Regions from separate parts of the Mus musculus genome. Here region 1 is linked to region 2. Evidence: chromatin contacts called from public Hi-C data. All regions are on one chromosome and are shown on one strand. Each heading gives the region's core, a stretch centred on a gene start, on an enhancer-like site or on the middle of the called end of the contact. The rest is flanking DNA. Distances are from core to core; before and after follow the strand shown. Region 1 has its middle 22 kb from the start of Dalir. Region 2 has its middle 92 kb from the start of 4930448I06Rik.

What was found. Hi-C and Micro-C count contacts between places; a contact is called where the count stands out from the background.
Region 1: a contact with region 2 is called in a Hi-C map of cerebral cortex, with 7 times the contacts expected there. The contact joins two enhancer-like sites. A contact is called at or near these places in 1 of 15 datasets of contacts at CTCF or cohesin (pro-B cells), 14 of 484 Hi-C or Micro-C datasets (brain, cerebellar granule neurons, cerebellum and 9 more), 2 of 115 datasets of contacts at active chromatin or transcription factors (astrocytes and kidney) and 2 of 9 other capture datasets (embryonic tail and embryonic trunk).

The regions. Positions count from the first base shown.
Region 1 is chr1:42,769,478-42,775,533 of GRCm38.p6, forward strand. No RefSeq gene overlaps it. Among named protein-coding and RNA genes, the nearest start is that of Dalir, 22 kb to the left of the region's middle. Within about 2 kb of position 4,649, at least 18 of the 459 cell types and tissues checked have an H3K27ac peak or open chromatin away from gene starts, as enhancers often do. A contact at or near this core is called in cerebral cortex, where this site is marked.
Region 2 is chr1:41,270,465-41,276,770 of GRCm38.p6, forward strand. No RefSeq gene overlaps it. Among named protein-coding and RNA genes, the nearest start is that of 4930448I06Rik, 92 kb to the left of the region's middle. RefSeq lists an enhancer at 4,012-5,582. Within about 2 kb of position 4,292, at least 11 of the 459 cell types and tissues checked have an H3K27ac peak or open chromatin away from gene starts, as enhancers often do. A contact at or near this core is called in cerebral cortex, where this site is marked.

The DNA of each region.
Region 1 (6,056 bases), core at 3,399-5,898, 1.5 Mb after region 2:
GATAGTCAATTTTCTCCCCAGCGAGAACAAACCAAACTCACTTCCTCCAGCTGGGCACTTTGTACACAGTACAGAACATGTCACATGAAGGAGGACATCATGGGTGGCAGTGCACGGACAAGGTCAGAGGGCAGGAGGAATCTTTATTCTCCAACTTCTGCTGGTAGGCAACACCTGTGGGCAGCACTCACTCACTGGTCAGGCTTCTGTGCAACTAGGTTAGAGGTGCTGGGCTTCACTCTATTACCCCACTTGCTGAGACTGAAATGTGCCCTAAAACTCCCGGAGAGGAGGGGAGGCAGAGCAAAATCAAATTTTCCAAAAGTTCCTTTTTTTGTTGTTGTTTGTTTGTTTGTTTGCTTTTAGAGACAGGGTTTCTCTTTATAGCTCTGGCTGTCCTGGAGCTCACTTTGTAGACCAGGCTGGCCTCCAACTCAGAAATCCGCCTGCCTCTGCCTCCCGAGTGCTGGGATTAAAGGCTTGCGCCACCACGCCCGGCTCCTGTTTTTTTTTTCTTTCCAAATAATTGCAATCTTCCTTCTAAAACAAAACTACTAACTCCAAGGGTCTCCTTGGTCTGCCTCAACTGTTTACTGGAGGCATGTGTATTATTATTATCATTATTATTAATTTTAATCTGGCATCTCTATCTTCCGAATAGCATCTGGTCGATCTTTCAATTCTTGTCTGGTGATAATGAAATCATTAAAAACCCACACCAGAACGCCTTTTGCTTATCTCTGCACCATTTGGAGCATATGCGAATAAGCTGAACACCGGCTCACTGATTGGGTACACACTCTTTCCTCTCTCTGGTTAAAAGCCCAGATAGAATTCAGTCGCTGATGAAGGAGGATGCTGGGAACGCTGCGTCAAAGTCCCTGACTAGGTCCCCACCCAAACAGCAAGCCTGGCATAGGTGTTGTTGTTGTTGTTGTTTTTGTTGTTGTTGTTGTTTCTTCAGCAATCTGACGGCTAGGGTTTTTCTTTAGACTCCAAGCTGAACTTCCTGTAAGCAGAGCCACCCTAGTTTGAGCATCTATCTCACAGATCATTCATAGATGAGCATAGTGAGTGAGCCCTGCTGTGGGGAGCAGGCAAGGCTGCTGAGATGTCTAGAGCTCTGGGTACAGATCAAAGACCACCTTTCCCTTCCTCTGGAAGCCGCATTATCAGCCTTTTCCAGCCACAACACAAGGCTCAGCTCAGCAAAAAGAAGGAAGAGCAGCAGCCGCAGCTCTTCCTAAGAGCGGCTCCCTGGAGGAAGAGGAAAGATTTTTCCAGAAGGGGCTTGCTCCGAAGCATGAAAGTTCAGCCTTTAGCCTATTATTCAAAAAAGTTTTTTTGAGGATTTTATAAGGAAACAGTTTAAACCCAGCTGCACTTATCGATCTGCAGTTTGATTTTGCTTTGTTAGGAGGGATTTGTAATCTGCTTTCAAAACGCTGTTTTGTTCCTTCCTTGATAGCAAGTTCCTGCCTGAGGCTGCCTCAAAAAAAAAAAAAAAAAAAAAAAAAAAAACCAAACTTGTCACTTGAGGTTTCAAGTATATGTGAACAACTAGAATGATTTTAACCCCGGCAATGTCTGTCTTTTTCACATCTATGCATAATGGGAAATGTTAAGGTTTATACAAAATTTTATCAGATTCTGTCAAACTTGGAATCTGTGAAAAATAATCATTTGTCTTTAAGAGAAAAAAAAGGATGCGTGCGTGTGCAAGTGCATGTGCGTGTGTGTGTTTGTATGCAAAAAGGAGCAAATTCTATTTACAAAGTCAGAGGATTGCTGAGACCTCAGCTTTTCAAGCGCCTTCCTTCCCTCTCAAAGGCCATGGTCTCCCCTGGAATTTGCTGCACCTACAAACTAAATTTCCCAGGTATCTTGTAACAAGTTTTGAGGACATTCTTTTTTATTTATGGCCATTAAGGGTCAGAGCTGTGCCTTTCTGAGCACTGGGGAGGTTTAATCTTACGACTTCCTAAAGTTTCAGAACCATAAGAATTAAGACTGAAAAGCCGTCTCTTAACTAAACTAACAATTCCTGCTGATGTTCCTTGAGCTTAAACCAGAGTCACTGAAGAGATAACAGTCCTTTAATTTCCTTAATGAAATACACACACTCATGTTGTTGTTGTTTCTAACATAAGTGTACGCTTACACATGTATGATCTTTATGAGTTTATTTAGCAAGAAACCAAATATGTGAGGGAAACCCTACTTTCTGAGCAGTACTTTAATTGCCGGTCATGCGTGGTCCACAGATCGTTACTGGATGTTTACAAGGTCTTTCGAGGGATAGCTTTCCACCCCAGAAGAGGGTAACATATCTTCATTGTTTATAAAAATGACAGCTCCTAATGGACCATATTAGCTTTAACACAAACTATTAAATCCCCTTCATTAAGGCTCTCTGTGTTCTGCCCGAGCCTCTCCTGAGCTCCGGGAAAGAGGTGCAAAGTCCTAAGGAAAGCCGGGCACACACTGAGGCGATTAGAGATCACGCTTATTAGATAAGACTCGAGAGGATGTTTTTCTTGGGCAGCTCACAAACATTTTGAAAGAGTCGTGTTCCAGGTTTGAGGTCCGATGTTTCTTCCTCTCAAACTATGAGCAGCTGTAGCACATGACCTACTTCTGTAGGGCCTGTAATGATTTCCTTCCTTCGGAGGCATCGGGAGCCCTCCTCCTGCCCTGTGAAAAAAAAAGGGACAAATATTTTAATCCAAGCAAAATGCTGAAGCAGGGTTTGTTGGTTTCAGGGAAGAAACTCAATACAGCTTCAGCGTGGAGTGTAGGCCTCCGATTGGAACCATCTGGACTGCAGAAAGGCTGGGAGACCTTAGGGGAAGGCAGAGGCAGCTCTGCCTAGGGCTGTAGCTCATACACCTGCAGACTCAGCTAGCCTCTTGGCAAGTAGCTGGACTCACCCAGGACCTCAGTAGGGAAGCCCGAAATCGTCTACAGCTGGGAGCATCATGCTAGGAAGGCTAACTATAGCCCGGCCAGCGACTGATCTCAAGGAAAGGAAGACCTTGGTAGGCTTTTAGGGCATAGTTGACGTGGTCAGACAGAAACACACTTTCCAACTTCGTTTCTCTGTAGCAGTCAGCCTAGAAAGTCCCCAGGAAAACATAGATTGGTATGCATGTTGTTTTTTGATTATCCTTAAAAGTAAGGGAAGGAAAATGTTTTTTAAAAAAATCAATGCCTGCATGATTAATATCCTCCATGACATTAAAGTTACTTTTTTGTGTGAAGAGGGTTATCATTTTTTGTCTGCTAGTTTTGTTCCCAGCTAAGTGAAGCTGTTTTTTCCACTTCCAAAGGGTGCTATGGTAAGACAAGAGGCCCTCCCCTGGAAGGAAGTCTCAAACAAAATATTCCTAAACAAACATTCTCATTATACAACAACCAACAGTGTAACACTTTCCTTAAAGAAATGTACAGCTTCTTCAGTTACCAGCCGTAAGACCAGGAAAAGAATACAAAGACCCCAAACAAACAAATAAACAACTCACTGCTATGACGGTGGATTTAAGGCTGTCAATATTCTTTTTATTTTTGAATTGGAAATCTCAGTCGGGTGAGGGACAAGAGCAGGAGCCACTTTTGAGTAAGAGAGACCAGGACCTTTGCTAAATCAAGGATCAGTAATCTAATTTTTCTTTTAATTTGTAAAGCCAGTTCTGAATATATTTTTTAAAAAGGAGGGGGGAATGAGACTGAGAACCTGTGCCATCTCCATCCCTTCAACACGTGAACCTTACAAGAAAGATACTGTTTTCAAGATGGGTCTTAAATTAGTTACTATGGTGAGGAGCAGAATGAGCCCAGTGTGACCAGCACAGAACCCTAAATACCAAGAGCCCATAGCCAAAGCTAAGGCAAAAGCTGATGCGTAGAATAAAGTGTTGCTGCCCCAAGTGTAAGGAGTGGTTGAAAGGCTCAGTTTCAAGGTTCAAAGGTATACATTTTCTTGATTTCTTGTAACTGTTTTTTTTTTTCCAGTACTGGGTAGATTGAGTGGCAGGCCCCATCCCATGAGAGGCAAGTGCTCTACCGTGGATACCTAACCTTGGCTCTTAACGGATCTTTCAAAAGAAGCTACTAGGCCTCATGGTTTGGTTCACAGTAACTACATTTATTGGATTATTATAATGAAATGTATTAGCTGTTGGAAACTATACAGTTAAGATTTAGATAATATATAGGAGGTGCAAAATTACATATTCTTTTTAGAGGAAAGAATTGTCAGCAAGGATACTTTTCTTTTTTTTCTTATTTTTTTTTAATTCCAGGAGGGAAAGTAAGCTCTGCAAAGGAGTATTTGGCTAGCCAGGCTCACAGAACATCTTGCAAGTTTGAAAGCGTTCTAAGGTATGTGTACTGTAGCTTGTCGAGGCCTGTGCTGAGGGGCGACCTGGAAGAGCTGCTTCGTTCCGAGGGGTCTGTTCACATACACTTTATCAGCAGTAGGCTGAGAGGGGTCTAGAATGGGGCGTGTTGCTTCCTCGCTCCCTCTCCCCCATGTTCCAAATTTATAAGCATGAATCTAAATTTTTAACCAAATCTTTGTTCTCTTTCCTCTTGAGGCTGCTTCACACCCCGGCCCACACACCCAGCTGCACTCAAAGAGCTCTTCCTCCCCGCCCCCACCCCCACCTCCACCCAACAGTCTCCACCACCGTGCATCCGCAGGGTGAGACCCGAGGGACCTCAGCTTGCCTGGTGAAGCATGCCCTGGAGCCAGAGGCCAGGTGAAAATCAGGCGGGCAAGGCGATGCGGGCAGAGTCAGAGAGCTTGTCCTCGCTACCAGAGGCTGTTATTATGTCACCTTGAAAACTTGGGTTCCCTGGGAAACACTAACCCAGCTGCATTCACAGGACTCTGTCATTTCCCATACATGCCTGGTTCCCATACACGCCGCGGCCGCGACTGGGACAGGCTTGACCAGCAGATCTAGTGGAATGTGAGTTTGTGAGAAGTATCAATGTCTACATTCGGGAAGTCAAGAAATACTGTGGCATATCTTCATTTTTAAAGACAAGACTCATTCTGGTCCACTTATCCCCCCCCCAACATCAATAAAAAGGGATCATAACACAAAGCAAAAAAGTCAAAGTCAACCTTCTAATGGCTTTTGGGGGGAAACAAAACACCCCACTGTTTTCAATGAAGGGGGAAAATTATATATATATAATTGTCAGCAAGAATACATTTTTTTAATTCCAAAAAATATATACACACGCATGTATATGTATATGTATATACATATATATATACATATATATATACATATACACACACACACACACATATAGATAGATAGATAGATAGATAGATAGATAGATAGATAGATAGATAGATAGAGAGAAGCCCGCCCTGTCTCTGGTAAAAATAACCAGTTGGAAGTGGATAACTTCAGATTGATTTATGAACTGGCAAAGTATTTCTGATTTCTTTTAAAAGGAACAAAACAGAACAAAACCCCAAAGCCCTCTTTCGGTCAAAATGGTCCGTAGGTGATGGAGCCTGGCTTCCTAGCCCTGTGCTTGCCAACTCTGCACTGCCCCAAAACATACAGAAATGCATGATTAAAACTAGAATCAAAATCTCCAGTTGCCTTCAGCAAACCACAGCACAGGATAGCGGAGCGGTGCCAGCTTGCAGTATAAGTATAGTTAGTTACTTGGCGCCTGCTAAAAGTACTGCCCCCTTCCTGTTTAATAATTAATTCAACTTTAAAGCCCCAAGGATCTGGACTCAGTACCCGATTCACAAAGCAGTACAGAAACAAAATGCTTCCAGAACTGGAGGGGGAATAGAGGAAGAAAGAATCTAACATTTCAAGAAATATCACCACATGGGGCCACCAAGCTTGGGGGTGTGTGTGTGTGTGGAAAGAACTGGGGTAGAGAAATATTTTTTAAAAAGCACAAAAGTGAGGTTATTCACGGCCACTGGCACCAGGAATGGGAGTGGTACACTGAGCTGGAAGCCATCCATTTGGGAAGCAGGCCTGCTGCCTTCAGACTGGTGGGGACCCAAAGGG
Region 2 (6,306 bases), core at 3,042-5,541:
CAGGGCAGAGGGCTCCTCCATCATTGAACTGTCCCCTGATGCTTGGCAGTGAGCCTATAGGCGGCTAGCCACGTTTGCCTGGGTGATGGACCACACCAAGGTAAACAGTTCCCACCTGAGTGCTGTGGGAGAGGAAAGAGCTAAGCAGATTGAATGACAGGAGACTGATAGGGGACAGGCCATCTATTTAACAAGAAACAAAAGCACAGTTCAAGTGCAGGCAGTCGATGTGAAAATGCTGTTTCCTTACTCCAACTGGTAACCACTGCCCCAGCCTAGTCATGACAGCGGCAGGTGTCCTGGCCAAAGCTTGTCCTTTGCAGGGAACGCATGGGGCCTCTGTACTATCCTGTTAATTCCAGTAACACAGAGGACAGGGCAGGTAGCTCTGCACTGAAGACAGAATTCTGGCTCAGGGACAGGATTGTGCTCTTTAGCCTGCTTTAGCCTCAAGACAAGGGGCCAGATAATAATAAATGTCAGAGCAGAAGACAGTTTGCAGTAGTAATAAAAACAACCAGATACGATTCACAAGGGAGCCATTCATAGATGGGAGGAAAACCTCCACTCCCAGCCATAGTGATGGAGAAATGAGATCTAAATTAAAGTTGCTTCCTGTAGGTTTGGGAGAAGTTAGTCAGAAGCCATCGTTAGAAGCAGGAAGCAAAGCTGGCTAGAGTGAGACATCATCGGAAGAGTCCGCCTTTAGATGTCACTACAGCATCAGGGCTTCACTTGCCAAACTCCCGAGAAGGCTCAGAGGATGGACACCAGCCCATGTATTCCATAGACAGTCCCACTATTCTCCAAATTTCTTCAGAGAACCTAAGTGTTCTGGAAAAGCTGATTAGGGAGCAGCTAGACTCAGCCTGAGTCCCAGGCTACCTCCCACAGTCACCTCTTTTTCTGCCTCAGTGACAGGTCCCTAACAAGAATAGAGAGCAACAAATGCAAATGAGCTGAGCCCTCCTCCCATCAGAGGAGGAGGGACTGAGAGGAAGGAGGGAGAAAAGGAGGAGGGAGAGAAGGAGGAGGGGGAAGGGGGAGAGAAGAGGGAGGGGGAGGAGGGAGAGGAGGTGGAGGAGGGGGAGAACTTTACTGTGCTAGTTGCATAGTTCATACCTTCTGTTCTCAGAGGGCTACTGTAACACATCTTTTACTCATTCTTGTTTTGGAAAGTACATTTGTTTTCTGTTTGTTTGTTGTTTGTTTTGCTTTGCTTTCACCCTAGACAGATAAACCCTCAAATGGGTAGACTCAATAGATCCATAGGTGGAGAGATGGATAAATAGATTTCCATATGACACTTAGGAGGGAAGAGCTGCAGTACTCCAACACCCCTGCGAGTCCAAATGGGTAATATCTGTTAAAAACTCAGAGCAATTTCTTAGTAAAATCTAAGCCAGAAGAAGTTTAACCCCCTCCTCGCACCAGCTTTCTGCCTCCCTTGAGAAGGCATGTCTGTCTGTGACAGTGTAACATTTGTGCTTGGATTATTTTCCCACAGGAAGGCACAGCAAATGCTCCTGATTTAAGAGCCATGTATTCAAGGAAGTCCAACTAACTATTAAACCAAAAAACTAACTCTGATAACTGGCATCCGATCTCAATTCTGGGAAAAACTTAGACAAATCAAATATCCAGCAAAAACATTACCAAATGCTGTACCTCGCAACCGCCTATACATTACTAATCAGTATTCATTTCCTGTCCTTAAAATAAACACAAAACAGATTTCTCCATTTTCCCTAAAATCAATCTTTCGCAGTATCTGTCAGTTTCTCTCTCCCAATTAGTATTCCACGTTCATTTATTTTCCTTGTGAGTTAATTTTTTTTTAAATGTATCTTGGCATGGATATTTCATTCAATACTTGTAAATGAAAATCATAGGGTAACCAGTGTTCCTTAAGACCCCCAAACTTGTAACTTGGTTAATGAATGGAGATAAATCAAAGACACCTTATTAATTATTGCTTGCCTGGTAGGGTAAGCATTAGCTTTTCACCTCACTGGGCTGGAGAACAAGATTGCCTTTGGCCATGTCCGAGGGGCTCATTAAAGCATCCCTGGGGAATGGGAAGAAATTGCTAGTATAAGGCAGTGGTCAGTTTCTCTCCCAGAACCCCACCAGGGAAAGGAAACTCTCATCAGGAAGAACTAACAAGGCTGCCTGTATTACACCTGTAATCAAACTGGCCTGGAAATGCCTGGAGACCATTGTTCTGTCTTTGCGATCTGGGAGCGTATCTGAAAATGCCGAATCCAATCCATAATTGATGTGTGTGCGCAATTATAATCCTCCAGATATACTGGAAATGCTGCAGTTCCAAGCCTCAAGGAGTGGTTACTTTAGCATGCATGGCATAAACCAAGATATCTGATATAATAAAAAAGGAAACTGTTTTGTTTCCTGCATTGGCAGCAGGGAGGTAATTGAATATATGCCTGTTTTTCTTAATGAGTGTAATTATATACAGCTTTTGACAGCTAGTAGACTTGGGGATAAGCAATATTGTACCAAAAATATATTATTCCAAGCCTTTTATATTGCATGTATCTTTGTGTGTACACACTTCCTGTTCTAGGTAAAGTGGAGTTGCTCTCCTCCATGTAAGTAGAGTGAGCCATCAGGTGTGAACGTTCCTGGGAAAGAGACATGTTCTGGCAAGTTCAGAGGAGCTGAGGATTGGGGCCTTTGAGAGATGGACTCATACTAACGTCTTAACTCCATTCACACACTCATGGTATGAAAAATGTTTGTAAAACTTTCAAAATGGCAGGTCCCCCCAGATGGTTACGTGAATGAGGGCTTCTGAGTCCAGGCCTGGAGTGGTGGGTGTTCCAGTCATAGTTCAGTCAACACTGTTTATTGATTGCTCGCTGTGGGCTGAGAGCTGGGCTAGGCCATGCTGCTGTCACAGTCTGATGTGGGGATAGAGTCAATGAAGAGGGGAGTCTGGAAATGTCACAGGTCTCTTTTGCTGAGAAGGATACTCTATTGGGCCCCTGTGCTGTTCCAGAGTACAGTGGACTGAATTCACTGGGAGAGAGAAGGCTTCCTTCTACTGTGCCACATATTGCTGGGTGGGAAAAGTTTAAGGGTGAGCATCCCCGAAGTTTCTCGCATCCAGGAGAGAACTAAAATCTCTAACTGGCAAGCGTGCTCCAGACATGGATTAAAGGATCCTGCTTATTCACCCCCAGCTGGATTGATTCTCCATCTTTTAAGTACTCCTTATTACTATAATGGAGGACAAGTCAGCATTATTATGTATTCCAAACAAAAACTCAGTATTTTCTCACTATTGAAGTATGCCACCAAAAATGTACACGTTTTGTTGAATTGCAACTTCACTTGGTAGTGAAGTCTTAAAAATGAAAGCCAAATCCTTGAATTTAAATTAATAAAATGTTTAAAACCACCCAATTAGCTAATAAACACCAGAGTAACCCCGAAGCTTGCTTAGTTTGTTGTTTGCTGGATTACTTTGATGGTATCAAACAAACCAAAACAAACAAAACTCCTAAATTTTTGCTTGAAATGAAAACTTAAGGTAATAAATAAGACAAGTTAAACAACAGAGTTTGAATGGGTAGGATAAACTGCGCTAATATAACAAATCTTTCAGGTCACATTATATTTTATATCTTTTAATTTATATATTATATATGTTTAGTTTATTTATTTTAATTGCAGGATTGAAGATGGAATGCAAGGCCGCACATATGCTAGGCAAGCACTCTACCAGCAGCCATTTTAATCTTGTAGGTTATTTTGGAAGTTCTGAATTTAAAGCATAAAATATTTCATAAGGTAGCCAAATATATCCAAACAAATGAATCTGATGGGTTTTTTTTCCAAGACAAAAGCAGTCTTAAAATCTGAGTATATAGATAATTTGTAGAGATGAGAATTAAAGTCTACCAGGGATCTCAATGAAAATCTCCAGAAAAAATATATATATATGTAATCAAATATGAGGTACATGTACTGAGTTAACCTATGGCCAGCTCATGGCCCATGTGAAGTGAAAGTCATGCTACATTTTATTACAGACTCTGCCTTCATGGGTGATCTTCAGTATGTTTTATTTTAATTGAAACTCTTAAGGAAACTGGCAGTATTCTTTGGGTTTCCATTATTCCTACTCTAGTCTATCTGTTGATGTGGCTGTGTGGTATTTATTCCTCTGGGAATCACCATGGTCACAATATCTAAGACTGTGTTTTACTATCCCCAGCCTACCCACCCAAGAATTAGTTTCACCCCCTTGGGGGCGACATTGTCCCTGCTGCGAATGAATGCATGGCATAAGCTAATTCCTATTTCCAGACAGGGGGCAGATCCGCGCCTTGCAGGAACTCCAGACTTTCTTATCAATACCTTATTGCTAAGTGATAAGCAGAGGAAGTTTTGTAAGTGGCTTTGAAGATCCTAGGACGGAGAGTGGTATTGAAAAGCCGGAGGAATCAGAGTTGGCTATCCTTTGCCTCCTGTCTGCTTCTTCCTAGTGAGTGTACTGTCAAGAACAGTCAAGCAGTTGAGCTCCTGTCCCGAGCAAGGGACCCAAGCTGCCCCCCAGTCAAGCATCCTTGCCTTGGTCCGCAGCCGGCCAGGCAGTGCTGCAGCAGGTCCCTCTGGCTAGCAAGCAGGTGAGGAGCCAGCAGAGTGAGCGTTTGATGTTGCCAGCTCTCCTTTGCCACCCAACTTTTCCCCCCTTCAAAACCTCTTAGCAAACTTCAAAGGCCTCCTTGCTTCTTGCCTTAATCCAGTGCACTGAGACCTCTAGTTCAAAGAACTTTCCTTAAACCCTCTTCTTAAACGGCAACCCAAACTTTTTTTTCCCTTTCCTTTCCACAAAGTAGCAATTACAGCTCCGTTGAGTGGCGATTGGGCTCGGCCGATCCGCTCCTGCTATTAATTAATCTTACAAAGGGGGCTCATTTCCTGGCATTCAAATTGACAAGAGACCAGAGAACAGAAAATCCTTTCAAGCAGTTCCAACTCACCGAGGGGAAGAGGTATCAGAGGAGAGAGCCCCACAGCATTTGAGGTGGAGGGCACATCTGATACCTCCCTGTATATTCTGCGGATTGAGTGATTTTTGTTCACTGAGAGCTCTTTGCTAATCTTGTACCTGTAAAGCTTTAACAGAAGGCACCGTGGCTGGCTCACAAGTGCAGCTCCAATCTGACAGAAGAGATTTGCAGGAGAGGCACCCCCCCCCCCATCCCAACCTCCAGAAGGCATCTTCTTCAACGTTACACTTCACTTTAAACAGAAAAATGTTCAGTTTACTCACATAGAAAAGCCCTTGGAAGAGGAGGAGATGAAGGGAGGCGAGAAAGCAGGAGCGCAGACAAGAGATTAAAGCTTTTTATTCAGTATCTCTTTCGTATTCAAATCGTGCTAAGGGCTCTGTGAAACTTAGAAGCAAGCTTGTTCAGGAGGGCTTCTAAAGTGTGTACATGGATTTCATGGGAATGGAAAAGAAGCCACAGCCTGGGAAATGAAAGAGAGATAAGATGTCCCTATGTAAAAAGCCGGAGTGGTTCAATTACTCCAGCACACCATCAAGGCAAGCTTTGAAGATTTGAGAAAACACTGCTAAATTTTAACAAAAAAAAAAAAAAAAAAAAAAAAAAAAAAAAAAAAAAAGAAAGAAAGAAAAAAAAAAAAAGAAAAGAAAAGAAACCAACCCTCATGTTGCAGGTTTTGTACCAATAAATGTTTGTATACTCTGTGAATGAATTACTTAAGCTGTAGCCCTCACATGCATACATACTGTTTCTTTTCTTTTTCTTCTTTCTTTTTTTTCTCTTTTTTTTCTCTTTCTGGGTTGGGGGGGGGCACAAAGGAAAACAGTGCATTTTGCAGGAAACTAATGTCCTTTATCAAAAATGTGACAGAGAGAAAAAAAATATCGGAATCATTTGGGGGAAAAATGATAACCCTCCCGAACCAGGTGTCTTTGATTAAAATAAAAACCAAGGTTGGGTCCTCATCCCTCATTCAGTTTGAGTTAGTGCCAGGTGGCTGTGTTTTGACGCGGATTCAAGGCACTCAGTGAGATTCTGTTAGTGAGAGTTCCTATTTGAGAAAAGGACTCCTTCCCATAGCCACATTGGTAAGGTCAAATAATGGTTTCATGGAAAGGGAAGCAAAGGTTTCAACCGAGAGAGAAAGTGACAGACAGAGGGCGTTGATCCTGGCTCCTAGGGAAGCCAAGTGTCCAAGTGTCCGGATCTCACAGGTCTCCAAAAGCAAGTTGCACTTAGCAGGGAATTCCAACCCAATTTGCAA